Linked DNA regions of Mus musculus: all the other regions are linked to region 1. Evidence: chromatin contacts called from public HiChIP or PLAC-seq data. All regions are on one chromosome and are shown on one strand. The core of a region is the stretch at or near the end of the contact, and the rest is flanking DNA. Distances in the headings are between cores, read along the strand shown.

Region 1 (2,782 bases), core at 174-2,673:
CTGAGAGTCATGGCTCATTTGAAACGTCTACCAACTCTGTGGTAAAGGTGTTCTCATGAGGGTCAGAAAAGGCTGCTTCCTTCCGGTGGGGAGAGTAACGAGAGTCGGCTTTCTCCATCCACCCTTTGGCCTCCACTTGGTTTCAGTCTTCCTTTGCCCACGGGTTTCTGGGTGTGTTGGACCAATGGCAGTCATTCCCAGGAGACCACACAGAGATAGGAAGAAGGAAAGCAGCCAGGGCCCTCTTCTGTTATCTGCTTGGCCAGAGGGTGGGGAGGGTGGGGGCGGGGATGTGGGGTGGTGTGGGGGTGCTGCTACCTGGCTGCTCTACAGAACTGGCTCCCTTCACTTCCTCCCACTAAATTTGGAGGTGGTGTGAGCTTCCCACCTGATAATCTTTGACTGTACTCCCTAAATTCTGCTGCTTATATATCTGCAAAACTGTTTCTTCGCTCAAAAGCCTTTTTCAGTTCACATCTTTGTATGTGGCATAGGAACGACCTTGACCATGCAGACAAGAGTTCTACTGCCTCTCCTTGGAGAAGCTTTCCTGTTGAAAGCAGCCACCCAGTTAGAAGAAATCCAGGACATGCGTCACGGATTAGTAACCCTATTCCTACCCAGATTTTTCCGAGGACCCCTAGGAAGCCCTGTCCCGGGCCGCAAGTGTCCAGGCTGAGCTGCCTTTCTCCCCACCTGCTGAGCTGCTGGCACCTGCAGGATCCGGATCACCTTGCTGGCCCGCTGTTTAACTGAAGGAAGTTTATGCACGTGACTTTCTCCTCTCTCTCTCTCTCTCTCTCTCTCTCTCTCTCTCTCTCTCTCTCTCTCTCTCCCTCTCTCTCTCTCCCTCTCTCTCTCCCTCTCCCCCTCCCTCCCTCCCTCCTCTTCTCTCCCTCACCCCCCACCCCAGAAAAGGGTGCTCACACTGTGCTGAGCAGCTGGCGAAGGAGGAGAGCACCTCCTCATCCCACATCGCTTCTATTCCAATCTGAGAGCTGCCCCTCACCTCCCACAAAAGCCCTAAAACACGTGGGACTACACCAATGAGACAATAGCAGTTGGGGCATAAGAAGCCCCGAGGGCGTTATACACTTTAGGTTTTCCCGAAGGTTGCAAAGGAATCATTTAGTATAGCATGTTTATATATAAATCACGAGACATGTGACTTCTCCGGAAACATGTCTACGTAGACCACAGTTTGGAGTATTCTTGCTGGGAAATCCTTTGAACTAAAAGGCACTTTAGGAGGCAGCTGCTATGGAAACTACCCCACCACTGTGCACTTCTCCCAGCTCCCGCAGGCTGGAGTGGCGGTGGGGGTGGGGCCTGAGTACCGCACAGTTGAGGGGCAGCCTAGTGGGGGTGGGGTAGACTGGGGTGGGGTGGAGGTGGGTGGGGTGGAGGTGGGTAGGGTGTGGGTAGAAAGCCTGAAGACCGCAGCACAAGCCAGGGGCACTGCAGAAAGCAGGCGGCAGGGTCCGGGTGGTCCCCGGGCCACGCTTGCAGAGAAAGCGAGCAGAAGTCCCCGAGGGCGGTGGCCAGTGCGCTCTGGACACCCGAATTCTCTCTAGGGGGAGAACGTGTGTGGCCGAGCAAGCGGTGGCTGCGGCCGGCGAGCGCGCGCCCGGTGGTGCTGCGTGTGTGTGTGTGTGTGTGTGTGTGTGTGTGTGTGTGTGTGTGTGTGTGACAAGCGTCAGGTGACTCGGGTCACGCAGTCACTCCCTCGCGCTCCCGGGGAGAACTGCCGCGCTCCGGCTGGCTTCTCGGGCAGCAGCGGCAGGGAGGGGGCTGGGCTCCACTGCCACCCCCTTGCTCACCAGGCGCGGCCCCAGGGCGCTGCGGGCCACTCGGCCCACGCGGGACCTTGGAGGCAAGCGTGGGCGTGATGAGCCAAGTGCTGGGCAAGCCGCAGCCGCAGGGTGAGGACGGCGGCGAGGACGAGGAGGAGGATGAGCTGGTGGGGCTGGCGGGCTACGAGGATGGGCCCGAGTCCTCGGACGCCGAGCTGGACAGCGGGCCGGAGGAGGGAGGTGAGCCAACCGGCCGAGCGCTCGCGGTCCCCGCCCTGGGAGCGATGTGTGTGTGTGTGTTGGGGGTGGGGGGGATGCGGGACGCGCGGGTCCGGGGCGCTGCGGTGGGGGAGGGGAGCGGCCGGGCTGCAGACGGCGGCGGGGAGCAGGGTCGGATGTCGAGCTAAAAGAAGCAGCTGGCGGCAGCGTGCCGGCTGGGTCGCCCACAGCTGCGCGTGTCATTCTTCCCCGCCGTGGCCGCGGGAGGGTCTGCGGCGTGGGACCGGGGCGCTGGGGCGGGGCCCGCGCTGCAGGTGGTATCCGCGTCTCCCGGGAGACCGCGGGGTTCTAGGTCCCCAGACACCCTGAATGCATCTCGTGTCGCACCCGGGGGTGGGCGCCTGGCGAGCAATCCTTGGCCGCTGAAGCCAACTGTTTGTTGTTGCCGAAGGAGCTGAAGTTAGCCTTTCGGATTGGGGGCTGCTTGCATTTCATTCCCGGGACACAACAAAGAAGTTGAGTTTAGGATTCCAGAATGTTTTTCTTTAATTTAAAAAAATTTTTTTTCCCCACAAAAGCGGAAGGTCACTTTAAAAGGTCAGTTGAACGGGGCTGTTAACGTTCTCCGAGTTGTAAATATCCCAGAGAAAGGATTAATCTCTTTAGTGTCTCACACTAAAGAAACCGAGGAATGAAAGTACCCGTGACAGGAGTTTTAAGAACTTTTATTGAGAATCTATCGAACGGAACTTAAAATTCTCTCTACAAAG
Region 2 (2,782 bases), core at 88-2,587, 210 kb before region 1:
TGAGCTGTGAGTTGAGGCGTACAACTGCAACAAGGTTGCAGCCACAGACAGCAGCCAGTGATAGGTCATTGATTCCAACCTGGGCCACCACTTACATAGCTTTTCCTTCTTAGCCCATTTTAAAAGATATCAGTGAGCTGAGACAAGAGATGGAAAGGCAGCTGGAGACATGGCAGGCGCACGACTATGGGAATGCAGAAGAAGTAAGTCAAAGTTGTTGGGGTTTGTTTTTCTTTTCCACAAAATAACTTGCCTGTTTTTGTAAGTCAGTAGGTTCTTAGCCACAGTTCCCTTTGTAAAAGGCTGATGGAGACTATACTGAGAACTTTCCCTAAGCGGGATATGCACTGATTCTGCCACCACATCTAGAGTCTCACTAAAACAGACAGACATACTTGGTTCCTTTAACTTGTATAGCTGGCTTTGTAAGGAAGCCAGGCAAAAGTTCATGCTCTGTAGTCTTGAATGGTCTTCAGGTCCTTGCTGGCTATGTGGAGTGTATTTTAATGATTTAACCTCTAAATATACGGTGTATATGCATGCCTATATTCTGTGTTTATTACCGTTCTCCCTACCACGCATGTGTTCGTGCTCAGCTGTAGTCAGTATGAAGCCTTTGTGTGTGTGGATCCCTGCTGTTGAGGGGGATTTGTGTACACTGTCACTCTCCCTCTTGAAAACTAATGAGCGCGCTCAGGTACTTGAGCTTTGCCCAGAGTTCACATTCCCATGCCGCTGTGCAAAGTATCAGGTCCAGTTCTTAAACTGGCAGGAGCAAACTGTTGAGTGAATTCCCATTGTTAACTGCCCCTTGCAACTGTATATTATGGAATTGGGGGGGGGGGGCAGTGGATTTTATTTAGTTGGATTGCTGCTTGCTGAGAAAAGCTTTTAAAGTGTTTTGCTGAGAAGGCTTGTACAAGTTCTTTTCTGCTTCAGCATTCTAATAGTAATTTCTATTTTGCTGTCCTAGGAGAAGGCTGCAGCTGAGATGTGGCAGAATTACCTAGTCTTAACTGCATCTCTTTCACAACAGCTGTGTGAGCAGCTTCGTCTCCTACTAGAACCTACACAGGCAGCCAAACTAAGGTAAGTCTTCCCTGCTTGAGGCTTCTGGGTTGCTGTTTCTGCTCTCTGGGCACTATTGTGTCTGCTACGGTCCCCCATTAGCTGTAAGTAGGAACTCTGTGTGTGTGTGTGTGTGTGTGTGTGTGTGTGTGTGTGTGCGCGCGCGCGCGTGTGTGTGAGATGAGGAAGTACTACATGAAGGTGGCTTACATTCTGCTGTGTGGGAACAGCCACAGATGTGGTACTGTTTCCTGTGCTTATGGCGTGTTACTCAACTAGGGTCAGAACCACAACGATTTGGTCAGAGTCGTGGTTGAGAACAGAAAAGGGAAAGCATATGAGGCTTTGTGTATTTAATACAGAAAAAATTACTCTGTAATTCTGTAGATGTGTTTTAGCTATTCTGGAAAAGCTTAGTTATTACAGTCAGATCTGAGGTGCTCTGGCTGACAGAAGGTGCTAATTACAGTCTGCATTGGATGTCATCATTTTGCCAGGAATAGTTTCCTGACCCTGGCTTTTAATTAATTATTAAGTTTTTAATAATGTGATTTTGTCTTAAAATTCTGAGGCATGAGCCTGTGTTCATCTTTGCTCCCATTGGTTCCTGTAACAGAGGAGACTATCGAACAGGGAAACGACTGAACATGCGGAAGATCATTCCATACATTGCCAGTCAGTTTCGAAAAGACAGGATTTGGCTTCGTAGGACCAAGCCCAGTAAACGGCAGTATCAGATTTGTCTGGCTATCGATGACTCCTCAAGCATGGTAGACAACCACACCAAGCAGGTAAGGGGAGAAGCAGCAGGCTCGGGTCCTCGGGCTGGCTCAGTAGAGCTGGCAGGAAGGATTGATGGCTCCATCCAGAAAGGGGGTTTAACATTGCATGTCATGGCATTCCTGAAACTGGTTTCTAGGGGGTGCTGGGTTTTTTTTTTTTTTTACAGTGATTTTTATTTGGCATAAGCCAGCAGCTGACCTCTCCTGGAAGAGGCTAGAATGCGCCCTGAGTCCAGTTCACATTCCATCTCCCCATAACTTTGGACAGCTTATTTATTGTCAGTTTCACTTTTTTTTTTTTTTTTTTTTTTTTTGTTTTTTCGAGACAGGGTTTCTCTGTATAGCCCTGGCTGTCTTGAAACTCATTTTGTAGACCAGGCTGGCCTCAAACTCAGAAATCCACCTGCCTCTGCCTCCCAAGTGCTGGGATTAAAGGTGTACGCCACCACACCCGGCTTTCACTTTCTTTTAAAAAAAAAAAAAAAGAGGATTATAACAGTACTTACCTCAGTGATGAAGACTAAATTAAATATAAATTAAATATAAAATACCTAGGTTAATGCTTTTTTTAAACCAATTTGTTCTAAAACTGCTGTCATTTATGCAAATGGTAGTAAAAATTTTCTTATAATTTTCTCACAGTTCAGCATGCCCCTCATATGTGGGCACTATGTTGGGTTGATTTACTGATATAGATGATAAAAGAATTGTTTAAATCAATTCTGACCCAGAAATTGGAAAGTATTAAAAAATGAAGAGGAATTTGTTTTTAAAACCAAGTTTGTGGTTTTGTTTTTTGGTTTGGGGGGTTGGTTGTTTGTTTTTCATTGCATTCATTCCCTTGTCTTTTCTACAGACAGCCTAATAATACTGATAGACTTGTTTAAAGACAGAGGTTTGATCTGAGGAATGAAAAAATCTAAGAAAATTAT
Region 3 (2,782 bases), core at 112-2,611, 150 kb before region 1:
CACAGCAACTCTGACATAACCCTGCTTGAAGAGGATCTGTATTAACTAGGAAACTCTGAAACTGAAGAAAAGCTAGCTCTCTCAACATACTTTCTCAATATTCCCTCAATGTTTATTGACCCCTAACTAGTTATATTGATAAACTCATAATAATCTCACTCCTAGGACGGCTAACTAATTCAAATTGCAAAGCCTCGTTCCCTTTATGGCAAGCTGCCACCAGCTTTTGAAGCCAGTTAACCTCAGCACTGGTCTCCAAATGCAGCCGGTGTCCCCGTGAGGCTGGGGCTGCCTCACTCTGCAAGCCGAGAGAACAGCATAGAGGCTGCACTAAGTCACCCAGGATCTAGTTGTTGAATGACTAACTGAGAAGAAGCAAAGGACGAAACACTGCGGAGAACTAGAAGGCACAGCAACACCGCAGTTGGCACTCTGATCTGGAACATACTGGCCTGCTGGCACAACAGTCTGGACTGCCCGCATTCGACTTCCCCGAAGTTTCAGGGTTTCTCACTGCAGAGCATCTGAACCTGAGGCCTAAATCTTTGTTCTGAAATACTTTGATTTCTGTCTCCTATACAGTGAAAAGCACTGAGGGTTCCAAGCTCATGAAAGCAGCCCTGGTCGTGCAGGGTCAGAGCACACCCCGTTTGGCAGAAAGCCCCCAGGGGGCCAAGCATGCTGCGAGCAAGCCCTACACCAGGTAGGCGCTCAAAGCACGGGGCTGACCTCTTCTCTGTCAGATCTTCTAGGGTCCTTCCTAGCCTTTCTTCTCTGTTTTCTCTGATTTTTGTCTTCCTTCACGTTTTTTACCTTGGCCACAGGATCCTGCACTATTTCTGGGGTAGGAGTCATGTGCTTACTCATTGACCAATCAGAGATGGCATTTGAGCTCCACTGAGCGTTGATAGGATTAGCGGGAAACAAGACAGAATTTGCTCCCGGAGTTGCAGATTCTAAAGAACTGGTTTCCTCGGGTTGAAACTCATAATAATCCCACTCCAGGCCACTGAGGGTCATTCTTCCTCTAATTCTCAGATATTATCATGCCATAAAGATCAGTATCTGCAGAATATGAAGTTTGAAGTAAATCTTTATAAAGTCAGCATTGTGTGCGTCTATCCACCTCCCAGATAGGGAACTTCCAAAGTGACACGCCCCTCCATAGTTAGGTCTGCTCTTCTTTAATGATAATAAAGCAATTTATTTGCATTCTTGTAGATATTTCAAAGCATGGTTAGTACACAGGAATCAGGTAACATCAGTCCCGCCTCCAGTTATCACGCTGTCATTACATTGTCCAGTGTTTTATATCCTATGGAGAAACAAGGCATGCACTGTACTGAGCAGGAGAGGTTGAAATAAGAGCAGTGTGTTATCTAAACACAGGACTGTCTTTCCTTCTGCTCTGGCTCATCAGGGCTGTGCTGTGAGAATTCATGCCTGCTGTTTCCTTTCCATACCAAAAACATCACCCAGTGTCTGCCCCATGAGATCACAGCAAGCCTCAGACTCAGGACCTGAGAACCGATATTTGGTTGGGATAGGCTGGCATGCCTGGCATTGTGCCCTCGACACTAAGCAAGCAAGAAATTTAATTATCAAAGAGAAGCCTAGATTATTCCAACATGCTTGTACCAGCTACTCAAGGCCCCACCTTTCCTCTGATCATTTATTTATACCCCCTCCCTGTATTTTCCATCTGTCCTCTAAGGAGACGATATGGGTCAGGAATGTTATTTTTGGCTATAGTGTAGAAAAATAAAGTGTTATCACCCATGATAAAAATCAAAAGCTTTAAGCTAAATCAGCATTTACCAGAATAACACCCTTAGTGACCTAGTAGGCTTCAGATATAACCAGAGATTTATATGATACACTGATAAATCCTCTGCCCATGCATAAAAACCAGCCCACACACCTGCTTGCCTGCTTGCTTGCCTGCCCATAGATAGGGTCTCACAATATCCAAGGCTAGCCTCAAACCTGCTATGTAGCCAAGTCATTTGTGAATTGTGTTTGTCAGATTTTAGGATACTGAACAGAGTTGCAAGGGATATTATAGCTGGTGTTGCTAAAAGTGAATCTGGAAGAAGTTCAGACTCTGTAAGATGCTGTTTTACTCACAGAACTTTTTTATTTCTCAGAATTCTACTGTGGTGAGCGGGCTCAGTGGTTAAGAGTACTATCTGCTCCATTGAAGGGTGAGTTTGATTCCCAACACCCACAGCTCTCCCATGGCAGTTCACAACCATATATTATTTGCAAATAACTCCAGTTTCAAGGAATCCAATATCCTCCTCACCAGGCATGCCGGGTTGCACATATACATATGCAGGCAAAACACCCAGAATAAAATAATAGAAAAATAGAAAAAAGTTGAACCACTTTCTGAAAATAGTTCCCAATCACACTGCCATAAGGTTTTCTCCAAATAACTCATTGGAGGGCAATTTACACGACCACTCCTCAAAGACTCCACCTTCTCCAAAGATGCAAGAGAACAGGGCTCTGTGCTGTGCAGTCCCACTTATCCAGTGCTCCTAGACGCAGACCTGACACGTGATGTTAGAGGCCCCAGCGTGAATCCTGTCCTGGTATATCCGCGAGCTGATGGAGTCACATCTCAGTAATAGCACAGAACTCTTCCTAGAGGCCTTGTTCATGCATTCTAAATCCCTACTCCCCTTTTAGTTGGAATGGAACTTCCAACTAAAGGAAACTATAAGAGAAATTAAGATTAAAGGGGGCTGGGGGAGGGGAACGGGTTTAAGATTCACCT

Evidence for each region. HiChIP or PLAC-seq counts read pairs in DNA pulled down with a chosen protein or histone mark.
Region 2: a contact with region 1 is called in an H3K4me3 HiChIP or PLAC-seq map of the SCID.adh cell line, with 3 times the contacts expected there. The contact joins the enhancer-like site here to the promoter of Rragd in region 1. A contact is called at or near these places in 16 of 39 promoter capture datasets (the 3T3-L1 cell line, the C10 cell line, the HPC-7 cell line and 9 more), 1 of 15 datasets of contacts at CTCF or cohesin (large pre-B cells), 1 of 484 Hi-C or Micro-C datasets (embryonic stem cells), 13 of 115 datasets of contacts at active chromatin or transcription factors (the SCID.adh cell line, embryonic forebrain, embryonic midbrain and 5 more) and 4 of 9 other capture datasets (adipose tissue, embryonic stem cells, liver and 1 more).
Region 3: an H3K4me3 HiChIP or PLAC-seq map of craniofacial prominence shows a contact between it and region 1, with 2.5 times the contacts expected there. The contact joins the enhancer-like site here to the promoter of Rragd in region 1. A contact is called at or near these places in 4 of 39 promoter capture datasets (the 3T3-L1 cell line, embryonic stem cells and pre-B cells), 3 of 115 datasets of contacts at active chromatin or transcription factors (craniofacial prominence and embryonic stem cells) and 2 of 9 other capture datasets (adipose tissue and liver).

Annotation. Positions count from the first base shown.
Region 1 is chr4:32,981,575-32,984,356 of GRCm38.p6, forward strand. Rragd (Ras-related GTP binding D) reads left to right here and starts at 1,424. Exons shown (of 7, transcript NM_027491.2): 1 at 1,424-2,033. The coding sequence starts at 1,889.
Region 2 is chr4:32,766,969-32,769,750 of GRCm38.p6, forward strand. Mdn1 (midasin AAA ATPase 1) reads left to right here. Exons shown (of 102, transcript NM_001081392.1): 95 at 114-203; 96 at 974-1,089; 97 at 1,685-1,859. Among named protein-coding and RNA genes, the nearest start is that of Lyrm2, 32 kb to the right of the region's middle. Within about 2 kb of position 1,338, at least 70 of the 459 cell types and tissues checked have an H3K27ac peak or open chromatin away from gene starts, as enhancers often do. A contact at or near this core is called in the HPC-7 cell line, the SCID.adh cell line and neutrophils, where this site is marked.
Region 3 is chr4:32,833,215-32,835,996 of GRCm38.p6, forward strand. The region is part of intron 3 of Ankrd6 (ankyrin repeat domain 6); the gene reads right to left. Among named protein-coding and RNA genes, the nearest start is that of Lyrm2, 34 kb to the left of the region's middle. Within about 2 kb of position 1,362, at least 39 of the 459 cell types and tissues checked have an H3K27ac peak or open chromatin away from gene starts, as enhancers often do. A contact at or near this core is called in craniofacial prominence, where this site is marked.